Linked DNA regions of Sus scrofa: region 2 is linked to region 1. Evidence: chromatin contacts called from public HiChIP or PLAC-seq data. All regions are on one chromosome and are shown on one strand. The core of a region is the stretch at or near the end of the contact, and the rest is flanking DNA. Distances in the headings are between cores, read along the strand shown.

Region 1 (6,319 bases), core at 1,363-3,862:
GGCAACGTTGGATCCTTAACTCACTGAGAGAGGCCAGGGATCGAGCCCACATCCTCATGGACACTAGTTGAGTTTGTTCCTGCTGAGTTATGACAGAACTCCCCATGCCCTGCTATTTACCAGCTATAGGATCATAGGTGAGTCAATGAAATTCAGAGAGGCTGGGTGATTTCACCCCTAAGAGGAGGGAGCTAAAAACTACTTCATGAGCAATAGCCAGTAATTACGGTACACGTTCTCCGTGCCAGGAAACATCACTGCACCCATTACCTCTCACTGGTCCTACTATAGTCCTGTCTAAAGAATGGCAAGGAAAGGACCTTTTTCACTTCTGGTCTTGGCCTCTCACTGGATGACTTCTAGAGACTAGAAACTTAATACAGTTTTGGTGCCTACTGAATTAATCACAGGTACAGAAGAATCAACATTTCTGACTAATGAGGACAATGAAGAAGACTTCTGTCTAGAATGTCGAAGACTGAGAAAGGACTGCATCAGAATCAACAGAATCACAATGAGGATAAATAAAAACATTTGTTCATTTTATCCTGGAATATGGGAAGGAGGATGAGAATCTTGAAACTTGAGTGGGGAAGGAGATTTTAAGATGACAGGAGAATTATTTTATTGATTTTGTAAACTCACTGCCCCCTGAGTTGGTACAGGCAGAAAAGACTAATAGAGTCCCAAAAAGGATTGTGTAAACTCACTAAAAACAGACCCATAAGGAATTAATTGGCTGTTAACAAAATAAACACTTAGGAAATAAACTGGGTACCCACCAGACTTCCCTTCAGAGGGCCTGCATTCCCTCCTTCCTGGCTTCTTATTCAGACACTGTCAGGTCCTAATTCATATTCCATCCCTTTGGGGACTTTCTGCTGGCTGGAAACCAATTACATCCCACCTCCAAAGTCTGAAGATACCATCGCTCCCAAGAGCAGACTAATTTTAACAGAACACACTCAGACAGAAATGAATCCACCCTGAATCAGAGGAACAAAGCTTTGTTGTGCAGAGGAAGGTACTTCAAGGAAGGGAACCTCTCCTCCCTCTGGTCACCCAGTCACCTCCTATTGCAGAGAGAGAGAAAGAGGCTCTGGAAGGAGCAGAAGAGAATGTTCTCTCTGCTGCAGCCCTGTCACTTTTTTCTCTGAGATTACAGCAGTGATGGATCAGTCTCTTTTCCAGCAGGCTTTGATGCCACACTGGGCAGCTCTGATGGTTAAAGAGTTCTTTCCACACCTTCAAACACTGAGCAAATCAAAGTCTGTTTCCTTGAGCGCTGGTATGATGGTTACTGGTTGATGGTCTCTCTCCTTTTTGGGGTCTGAGCCCCTGTATCTTGGGCTCACTGGTCCTGTTTCTGACCTCTGGTGTGGAATGGAAGACCCTGATGGCCTCTTCCCCTTGAAGCCCCTTCAGAAACTGAACCCAGTGCTCCTGGAATCCCTCTAAGTTCTTTCATTTCCAGGCTGAAAGTCTCCAGCTCTTCCTACAGTAGTTTGATGATCTAGATTTGAGAGTCCCCACGCATTTCCCTAAAGGGATGCAATATGACTGATTTTTAGTGGTAGATAGAATTTTTACCTCCCTTGGGACAATCACCAGGATAGGGTGTGAGATGCAAATGCTTATCCTACACAGAAGTAATATAAAAAACATGAGGGCAATACAATCAGTGTTAGAGCCTCTAGGAACCCTGAAGATAACCCAGTCCTCATCTTACTCTGTGGAGGGTTTGAAGGCCACAGAGCAAGTAAGTGGAAAAAATCCAGTTACACATCCCACCCTTCACATTCCTAGGGTACAGCAAAGGGTTCTGCTCTACACTGCTTGCTTGGATGAAGATAACAGGAGTGAACCCATCAGGTACTAGCGATCACATGAGCATCCTTCTGTAATTCCTCCACCTGACGCTGGGGTGCACTGGCACATCACCCACCCCACCCCCCAGGCAGATCTGAATGCCCGCCAAGGCTGTGGATGATTTACGGGGCCTAGGAGATGATTTTCCAAGAAAACACTCCATATAATTGGCCTTTGGTATATCTTTTCCGTGGTGATTTATGTGTCTAGGACAAGCCAGAGAACATCTCTCCCCACCTCTGCAAAGCCTCCAGTCCCTGGCCTTCAGAGTTCAGCAAGTTTCTGGCCAGAGAATGTTCTTCCTCTCCGCCCACTCAGCCTTTTTTTCTGTGGTTTGCAATCTCATTTGCTAAATATACTAAGATGCCCTGTACACAGCAGTTTCAATGTGTGCCTGACTTCCTTTGGCTGGGAGCATCACTCATAAATCTCTGGGCTGGCAGCTGCCATCCATTTATATCCATGACCAACCAGACTAAAAGTTCAAGTTCTTCCATAGTGATGCCTTTCTCATTCAAGCCCCTCCATGAGAGAAGAGCCCCAAGGCCCTCACTTCACCACCTGAGGACATAGCAGAGTGGTAGGCACACGGAAGGCACTCACGGATACTCACAGAATGGAATAGAATGGTTAAAAATATTTAAGGAGTAACTTTAAACTTGGGCACTTACTTATGAGTGTTGAGTGACTATGGCAGGCTGAAGCTAAATGACCCTGATGCAAACCCAGATGATGAGTAAGATGAAGCACATCCTGAGTGGAGGAAGCCAGGGTTTGTTGAACAAACAAGCAGTAAGAAGTTTCCCAGCCTTGCAAAGAGCTTTCAGACTTTTACTGCTTTCTACCAGCCCCCCTAACATAGTGTCTGCCAAGCAACCCCTGGAGGATTTTCTGAAAGGTGAGGATCTCTAGAAAAGGAAAGGTAGAAAGTATGGGTTGGCAAGGGCAGGATGCTTTTACAAAGGTTTGGAAGGACCTTTGTGGGTTAAACTTACCCCGCTGAACAGCCCCACCAGCAGTGAAGTGTTCTGAACTCAGGCAGGCCTTGGCCTCCCTGAGATAATTAGGTGGGGGTGGGGGCTAGAAGAAAACTGGAATAAGCACTTACTGGTTCCAGGAGGGAAGTTCAGCTTAATACAGGTCAAGGGCAGTCTTTGAAAAGACTAAAAAGTGGGGGGTGGGAAGGATGGAGAAGGAGGAGGTGTAAGGGGTCGACAGAATCAGTTATTGCCCCCCCCAACACCCAGGTATGAAGAGCAGCTGGGGGCAGATGTTTGTGTTTCCTCAAACATTGCTTCATCTGAAGACAAGCTCTTTTGTGGTGAAATCCTAGCAGAATAGGGGAGAGAGCCAGGATCCTAAGAAAGATGGCAGATGTTTAGGTTATATACAAATGTACACCAGGAGCTGAGTCTCACCTGCAGATCAGAGGGACTCTCCCTGCAGGACTGTCCCACCTTGGCCATCCCCAGAAAGCACATCAATAAAATGGTGGTAATGGGACCAGGATGGAGAGCTGGTCTCCAAGGAGACAGGGTAGGGGTGGAGCAAAGAGAAAGGAAATTGTCACAACCTCTGTGGGGTGGGAGTCACAGGGCAATAAAGTGGACCCTGCCTGCATCCATCCACCCCCATCCCAATAAGACTAGTCTTCAGGAGAGCAAGCATGGGGCGAGCAGACTTGTTCTTGGCTAGCAAAAGAGGCTCTCTCCTCCCAGCTGCTCCAGGGGACTGTGGAAAATACAGTGCAAGATTGCATTACCAATTTCTGTTGGCCTAACACAATGAAAACCCATATCTAATTTGCTGTCCACTATCCCCCAGGTCCCCTTCAGCATTTACTGCTTTCCAAATATCTTCTTCCCATTGAATATCTGTGTTTCAGATTATTTGTCCCCAGATGTATTAGGATGCATTTACTGCAGCTGAATCTCATTTAGTGATTTCCTGTCCATATGCCTGACAGCTCCAGGTCCCTTTATGTCACGTCTCTGTCATTGGTGGAGCTTGTAATACCTCTACATTTAGGGCAATATACAGATTTAATTAGCATATACTTTATAACCTTTTCTAAGTTATTAACAAGGATGCAGAACGCAAGTGACACAACAATCCCGGTGGCACTGCATGGCCTCTGAATCACTTTATATCCCTCTCTACAGTGCCACAATGAAGTGGCCCATTCAGCACACCAAAAAAGCTCTTTTGCCAAGTTCCTTTAATCATGAAACAGGCAAAAGGATCCTTGGTTCAGGGTAATGAAAATTACATTGAATCAGGACCTGGGAGAAGCAGATCCAGGCCCAGCTCTGCTAATAGCTGTGAGCTGTATGACCTTGAATAAGCCCCCTCTGTGTTCATTTTAGTTTGTAGTGAATAGATTTGCTATTAGTCTTCAGAAAAGATTTAAGAATTAATAATTCTGGTAATAACTATAACTTTTTTACATGAATTTTTTTAAAAATATTATGGAAGTGTAGCTGATTTACAATATTGTGTTAGTTTCAGGTTACAGCAAAGTGATTCAGTAACATTTTTTTCAGATTCTTTTCCACTGTAAGTAATTTCAAAATATTAAATGTAATTCCCTGTTATACAGTAAATCCCTGTTGTTTATCTATTTTATATATAGTAGTTTGTATCTGCTAATCCCATATTCCTAATTTATTCCTGCCCATCTTTCCCCTTTAGTAATCACCGTTTGTTTTCTGTGTCTGTTTCTGTATTGGCATTTGTATTGTTTTTAGATTCCTCATATAGGTGATATCATATTTGTCTTTCTGTATCTTAGTTCACTTAGTATGATATTCTCTAGGTCCACCCATGGTTCTGCAAATGGCATTATTTCATTATTTATGGCTGAGTAATATTCTTGTGTGTGTGTGTGTGTACATACCACATATTCATTATCCATTCATCTGTTGATGGATACTTACATTGCTTCCATGTCTTTGCTAAAAATCGCTAATTTTTATTAACCCACTACTACTTGCCAGGTACACTACATAATATTATTTCTTTTTTTTTAATTTTCTTTTTTTTTAAATTTCCCCAAAATGTTATTTTTTTTCCTACTGTACAGCATGGTGACCCAGTTACACACACGTGTACATTATTTTTTCTCACATTATCATGCTCCATCATAAGTGACTAGACAGTTCCCAGTGATACACAGCAGGAGCTCATGGCTAACCCATTCCAAAGGCAAGAGTATGCATCTATTAACCCCAAGCTCCCAATCCATCCCACTCCCTCCCCTCCCTGTTGGCAACCACCAGTCTATTCTCCAAGTCCATGATTTTCTTTTCTGTGGAATGTTCCATTCTTGGGCATATATCCAGACAAAACTTTCCTTGAAAAAGACACATGCACCCGCATGTTTATTGCAGCACTATTCACAATAGCCAAGACATGGAAACAACACAAATGTCCATCGAAAGATGATTGGATTAGGAAGAAATGGTATACATACACAGTGGAATACTACTAAGCCATAAAAAAGAATGAAATACTGCCATTTGCTGCAACATGGATGGAACTAGAGACTCTCATACTGAGTGAAGTCAGTCGGAAAGATAAAGACAAATACCATAGGATATCTCTTATATCTGGAATCTAATATAGAGCATAGTAATGTTTCTAACTATTATTTCACCATGCACCTATGAAATTAAATATTGTAACCTGCATTCTACAGGTAAGAAAACTGAACCACATTTAAAGGACTAGCTGAAGGTCATAATGGTTAAGAGCTGGGACTTGACCTGTTGTTCTTCTGATTTAAAAAACAAAACAAAACAAAACAAACAAACAAAAAAAAAACACCATATGATTTTTGTTGAGCCCCCTCAGTACTGAGAAAGAAGTAGCACAGAAGTCAAGGGCTCCTTTTCCACCAAGTTTTCCTGTCCCTGAACCACTCGTCTAGGTCATACAAACACCTCTTCCTGGGTTCATAAACGTTACTTGGGAGATTGCTATGTGGCAAGCCCTCTGTAAGATAGAGTCTTTAGCCATGAGCAATTCAAGGTTCTCAGAGGTTCACTCTTGAACCTCATCCTTCTCATAGTAGCCAGATAAATAGGTATCACAAGGAAGGATTTTATGGTCAAATGATTTCAGGAGTTGTCAGTGGCTTACTTAACTCTTTGGGAGACACAGAGTTAAGTAAGTTTCAACCAACTACTTGCTTTCCTGCAGTACTCTAGAGCCTTTGATGATATCCCAATATAAGTTAGATAGCTCCCAACAAGGGCAGGGGATGCAGCACTTCCCACCTTACTTAATTGTAGCAACCCTTTAAGTACAGCATCTCAAAAAACCAGTCCTCTCTGGAACAGACCTGTAGAAATGCTGCAGTAATGGACCTGAGGGGAATAGGTGTCTTCCAAAGCACTAAGCCTGCAGCAAGCCCCGTCCACCCCTGGATTCCTGTAGCATGGCCTGTCCA
Region 2 (6,319 bases), core at 1,298-3,797, 210 kb before region 1:
ACATAGCCATTATTTAAAATTAAATTGCATACACTTGCAATTGGATAAATTATATTAAAAGTAAAGATAATATACACAAAAACTCAGCACTTCCCAATTATTTTATAAAATTTTACTATTATTTATGCTCTTGAAATTATTCATGTCTATTATATCTACATAGCAGAAATACTATACAACAATGTATTACTTCAGATCTCTTCCCAGCTCTTCAGTAATGTTACTTTGGTAACTTACATTGGCCATGATGGGAATAATTACAGTGGAAATTTACAAACGTTACAAATTTTGGGTTAACTATCTTATTGATTTTTTAAACTTAAGAAAATGATGGGGAAATGTTAATTATGCAGATTAAATTTAAAAGTTGTGTTGTGTCTAGCCATTGCATTGTGAATAGCATTGAAAAGTTGAGGAAAATATATTTTTTTGGCCATGCATAGATTATGTGGAAGTTCCTGGGCCAGGGACTGGACCTCAGCCTCAGCAGCAACCCAAGCTGCTGCAGTGACAACATCAGATCCTTAACCCACTGGACTACAGGAGAATTCTTGAGGAAAGAGTCTTTGAACATTCAAAAGACATTATCTGATTCAGTAAAGAAGTTACTCATGCCATTGACAAAAGAGTGAAGTTTTGAAATATTCAGTAAGAAAAGAATATAGTTGATGTTCATATCAGAACTACACTTACTCATCAATTGCAACCTTAGGTTCCAAAATTATAAAAACAAAAAAAATTCAGTGAAAATGAGTTGGTTGAATAGAATTTATAACAAAAAGGATTATACATTTAATTTTATTTGATAACAATATGTTTACTCATAGTTTATATACATAAAAATTACACTAAGCTGATGTATACACATACATGGGTAAATTTTTTTTCCAGAGAGCTGCTTGTTAAACATTTCCAGCACAGCACTACATAAAACCCTTATTAAATGACATCTAAGGTATATTTGGGGCTATGGAGAAAAGAATAGTAAGAAAAAAAACTAATTAAGCATCAAAGATTCTGTCTTCAACTTATTTACAACTTGGACACCCTCTACTTCCCTCTTTCCTATTCCCTAATGCCTTAAGAGACTTAGATCCAAGCTCCATCCAGCTGTATGACCTGGGGTAATCAGCTCCTAAAGCCATACCATCCTTCACTGTTAGATAGTAATGATAATAGTCATGATGATGATATTGTTTAAAAAATTGCTAATGAGTATTTGTACTTATTTTGTAAACATGGGCCACATATTCATCTATACAATTTTTTACAACACTTCTGTGAAGCAGTGCTAAATTCTATTCCTCTTTTACAGATGAGGAAAACTAAGACCCAGAGAAATTAGGTAGGTGCTTGGGTTGCTAGCACATAGCAGAGCTGAGCCACAAATCTAGGCAGTTTGTCTCCAATGGCTACTGCCTTAACCATTATGATGCTTTACCACCTCCCTTCTCATTAAAGGCAAAGATTAAGTGAGGTAAGAGACAAAGATCTTAGCATTGCTCATTAAATATTCATGATGAGTTACTTTAATTTTGTATAGCATCTTACCTCTTCAGTTAGATTTAAGTTTCTTAAGAGATAGGGCTAATGTTTTATGGCTTCTCCTACCCTTCATAGTAGTTACAACAGGGACCTGCACACCACGAGTAATCAAATTATTCATTACACGGATGGGCTCTGCTCCTCACTTGTCATGCAGAAAAGCGCTGCTGAGATCCCTTCTGAGGGTGAAAGTAGTGAAATTGTCAGGCTAGCTATAATCTGAATCCATCCACAGTTTCCCTGCATTATTGTGATGGTCTATCTTTAGTAAATAACTACATATGGCATTCCTCATCTGGGTTTGTAGGGTTGTGTTAGAAATAATATTGTGTCATAGTAGTCCTACAGGGTTGATTTATTTTGGCTTAAAAGAAGGAACTTGGCCTCATGTGTCTCTCTTCCTCTCACAGTTTTTTTTTTTTTTTTTTTTTTTTTTTTTTTTTATTCCCAAGGGCTGCAGGTCAAGTTCTGTCCTTGGAACCAAAGCAGTTTTCCAAAATGAGGTGGAGCCAGCTCTGTCAAGCTGGGCCAGCTCTGCTGTCAGTGCCTTTCCCAAGTACATCAGACCCTCTGCTTGTAAAAATAAATTGATACCAATGCAAGAAATTTATTAGGAGATGACAGCCTGGTTCATAATGGAAATATGGAGAAAACATCATCCTTCAAAAGTGACAGTTTATCCATCATGCCTCAGATTCCTGAGATAGAAGCAGGCACTGTCACATACAATCCGCTGAGGACACATCTTCTTGGATTTCCTTTTGACAGGAAACTCTGAAATAATCCAGAAGAAGGGAAGGACTTGTGCTGCCCTTAATGTGCTCGGCCATAAATTTTGAGTATTAGCAGAAGAAACATGTGGCCAAGGACATGAATGATGGAGGAAATCAGGAGGCCTGGAATTCTCAAACGGCCCCTTCTTTTCTCTCAGGGTGATGAACTGGGACGGGGGTCAGAGAGGGTTAAGGCACTGCTGAGAGGGACATCAATTCCCTGTTATGTGTCAGCAAAGCCAACAGGTGGCAGGGCACCACTGCAGACACAGTGCTGCTTCGGGTCTGGTGACCAGGTCACCTTGCCCCGCTAACTTTCCAACTGCGATTATTTCCCCCTTAGCTACTTATTTATATTGATAAACTTGAGAGAGTTTAGGAGGGCCGTTTTAATTAGGAATAAAGGCAAGGATATTCCTGAGGATCACAAGAGGCCCGATCTTTTCAGGCTTAATGAGGTGACCTACCCAACCCTGTTGGAAATAATTGTGTATTGTATTAAAAGCCACTTTGGAAAATAAAATTGCAGTAGTAAACTGGAATGAAACAAACATGGTATTAAGGGGAAAAAATATTCACTGACAATTTTATGAGGCCTTAAAATATTTATGTTCTACACTTGCATTCTTTGGAGATTTGCTGAGTGTTGCTAGAATGGGGAAACTTTTTTAATGAGATACATGCATATTTTTTAAATTTACAGATCTTTTTTAGCAAAAATAGAAAGTCATAAATGGGAAACGGAAACCTAAACAAGGCGAGTATAGCATTAATGCTCTTATATTATTAATTCGCTCTTTATATTGGAAAAAATAAAAGTATGGTTGAATAATATGCAAGGAATCTTTGTTGTCAGTTTCTATTTGATTAACGTACAGGGACACTAGCATGATTACAAGATCCCAGATAAACTTAGTTTTTTTGCATGTGTTGTGTGGTGTGGATAGGAACAGGATATGTGCACTCTCGGGTTACTTGAGCACAGAGTCAAATACAGGGTTCTGATCCACTGCCCAAAATAAATCCCTAAGAACATCAGCGAAATAAATTACATGTTCTTATTCATAGGTAACAGTGCTTGAAAAAACACAGCGACACTGAGTCCTTCTTTAAATCCTCTCATCCTCTAAAGGAGGCAAATGAACTTCTAATGATTCACATTTGTTTCAACCAATCTTCCTGGTTCCCTGTCTCAAGAAAGACCTAAAACTCTGTTGACTTTACATGTCCAAATTAAATATATCTGTGTTTCCTTTTACTTTCTATATAAGTGCGTGCCAGCATGACTTAACATTCATCCAGAGTTTATTTCCCTATTAGTGGAAAACAAGTCATTTTTCAGTTTAATGAATAGCATCACTGTCTGACTTTTAACCAAAAATGTGACCTTAAACTTGATGGATCTCACCAGAAGGCACATTTTCAAATTATTTTTTCTATTGGAGGTTATGAATATGACTTCCCAAATTATTGTGACAGCTGTGAGGGGAAAGCCTGCATCACAGATAGAGCAGCTTAAAACAAAACTCAGACCTAACAAAATGGTAGTTTCATTTGTGAAACAAGAAAAAGGGAATGGGGGAAAAAGCATGAACCGTATGGGAGGAGAAAAAAAATACCTCCTTTGAGCCTTACGCAGCAGGAGAAAAGACTCATGTAAAGCAGCTAAAATTCCCATACTTTTTTGTTACTACCATTTTTGCTTCCAAATCATTCTAAATTGAGAAGGTGAAGGCTGTGCATTACTGATTCAAAAAACTCCAAGAGGACATCTGATATTTCTTCCTTATTAAGGATGATGGAGTGTAATTGATGTGCCTGGTACCTGGCCAATTCCAACTTTTTGAGAATGTTGTTTAATGTGCAGACATTATTTTTGGACTACTGAATGCCAGAAAATAATGAGCTGGCATTCAGCTTTGGTGAATAAGACCCTGAATTTTCATCTAAAAGCGGTTTTGAGTTATTGCTGTAGATAAGGTGTAACTGTGCAAGGGAATTTTATCCATGTTTCTCCCATGAATCATAAATGAGGGAAAAAATTGCAGTCTAAATTGCACTTAAAAGGAATAAAGTCTTTTCATGCCATACATGATTTATCAAAATGATCTCATTTTAAGGGTACTGTGGTGTATCTTGATTAATCACATTAGGAAGCATGATGAATAGCCTCTTTAATGGTAACACACGATTTATTGGCAACATCCAGGCTTGAACCAGAAGGGTAAGAAGTAAAATATACAATAGATAGCTAATGCAGATAGGGTGTCACTAATGTTCTGATTTGTTTTAAGATAATACAGGGCTCCTAGATTTCAGGAGATGCTGAAGCCACCAGGTGGTGGAGAGCAAACGAGGTCTGCACTGGAACTTGGGTGCAACCAGGAATACACTGCAAAGCTTCCCTAACTTATTGCAACCCAAGGAAAATGGTCCACTCTGCAGGACCATAAAGAGAAGGCGTGCTTAAAATCTGGACAGATTGAGGAAATTCCTAGTAGGAAGAGGTGGACACTGCCTTTTGAGATAGCTCTCCTACCCTTTTCGCCCTATTTCAATATCCTCTTCACATTTTGCTTTAATATCCTAAATGCCTTTTCTTAAAGCCCGCTCCACTCTGCTCCCACTAATTTCCTCTAAGGCTGACAGATCAGAGGCTTTCCTCGAACTGTTCCTTTTAGAGCTGAGGAGCCCTCCTCGTAATCCTGCTGCTTGTCTGCAATTAATCCTTCCAGTTGCCACATTATTAATACCACCACCCACAGACAGAGGAAGCCCCGACCCACTGGACACTGGCTCCCGACTGAAGCTTCAAAGGTGCCAATCACACCCTGGTCAGAAAGGTGCCTGCTGTCAGCATCAGAGGTTTCCATCCTCTCCTCCCCGCTGATCAAACATTCTTGCTCAGAAGATTAATTCAGGGTCTCCGCCCATTTCCTCCCATATCCTCTTTCCCTTTTTGGTTTACCCAACGATCCATCTTTGCTTCGAAAAGGGAAGCCATGGATAATAGAAGCCCTTTCAAAACAAAAGCTGGGCAAAGGCAAATTTAAGTCCCAGCTGTTATCAACTTTTTTTTTTTTTAACTCATTTAAACACCTTAAGGCAGTGAGGATTAGGGCCTGGCCTGAAATGCCATTCTTTGATCAAAGACCCCAAGACTTTACACAAACATAATCACAAGGCAATGGATGCCTCTCCAAAGGCTGAATTGATTTGTTTGACTGCAGTGCCAGAATGGACAGAAAAACTGCACACTTGTTTTCCCAACTCCCAACATATTTATATCACCAGGCCAAGTGACTGAGAAATTACATATTTTCTACATCTTAATTGGAGCCAAGTCATTTGCAGATTCAGACATACCTGTGGGGAGAGGGGCCAGTGAGAAGGGGGTGTGGGCAGTGTAGGTGCTTGCCATAGCCTGTTTTATCCTGGGCGGGGAGCAGAAGGGAAAATTCCAGAAAGGGAGGTGAGAAAGCAGCAGCTCCATTGTCTCTGATGTCGAACAAAAGTGACTTTGCAGAGAGAAACCTGTTTACATTACCCAATGCTACTGGAATCTTCTCCAGTCGCTTAGTAACTGCAGTTACCATTCCCTGTCTATTAAAGTGGGCTTAGTAGGAGAAACTGGCAGGACCTTCCATGAGACTTACTTGCCATCACATCCCTCACCATCCATCAACATCTTTTAGGACAAGATGACAGGACAGACTCACAGTAAAATCTTCCAGAAAGGTTTTGGAGAGGGAGGAATAACAAATTCTCTTATTGAATCATGGCTCAATAGGGTTTACACTTTCCATACACATCTATAAGTAAAAAATTTTGAAGTTGCCTAATAAGGAAAATACTTGATGTCAAGGTTGAAGGGATGATTGAAAATCAATATTCAAGCATATGAAAATATCACTGTAAAGAGGTTTTTGTCTTTGGATTTGGCATTTTTTAGGGGGGTGTAATTCTCACTACAGAGAGACTGTCAGCAAATGAGATTAAAG

Evidence for each region. HiChIP or PLAC-seq counts read pairs in DNA pulled down with a chosen protein or histone mark.
Region 2: an H3K27ac HiChIP or PLAC-seq map of skeletal muscle shows a contact between it and region 1, with 6 times the contacts expected there. The contact joins two enhancer-like sites. A contact is called at or near these places in 2 of 47 Hi-C or Micro-C datasets (embryonic fibroblasts and skeletal muscle) and 1 of 2 datasets of contacts at active chromatin or transcription factors (skeletal muscle).

The regions. Positions count from the first base shown.
Region 1 is chr14:78,600,989-78,607,307 of Sscrofa11.1, reverse strand. All of the region lies in intron 5 of LRMDA (a long non-coding RNA gene), which reads right to left. Among named protein-coding and RNA genes, the nearest start is that of LRMDA, 650 kb to the right of the region's middle. Within about 2 kb of position 2,612, at least 4 of the 83 cell types and tissues checked have an H3K27ac peak or open chromatin away from gene starts, as enhancers often do. A contact at or near this core is called in skeletal muscle, where this site is marked.
Region 2 is chr14:78,810,214-78,816,532 of Sscrofa11.1, reverse strand. The region is part of intron 5 of LRMDA (a long non-coding RNA gene); the gene reads right to left. Among named protein-coding and RNA genes, the nearest start is that of LRMDA, 860 kb to the right of the region's middle. Within about 2 kb of position 2,547, at least 14 of the 83 cell types and tissues checked have an H3K27ac peak or open chromatin away from gene starts, as enhancers often do. A contact at or near this core is called in skeletal muscle, where this site is marked.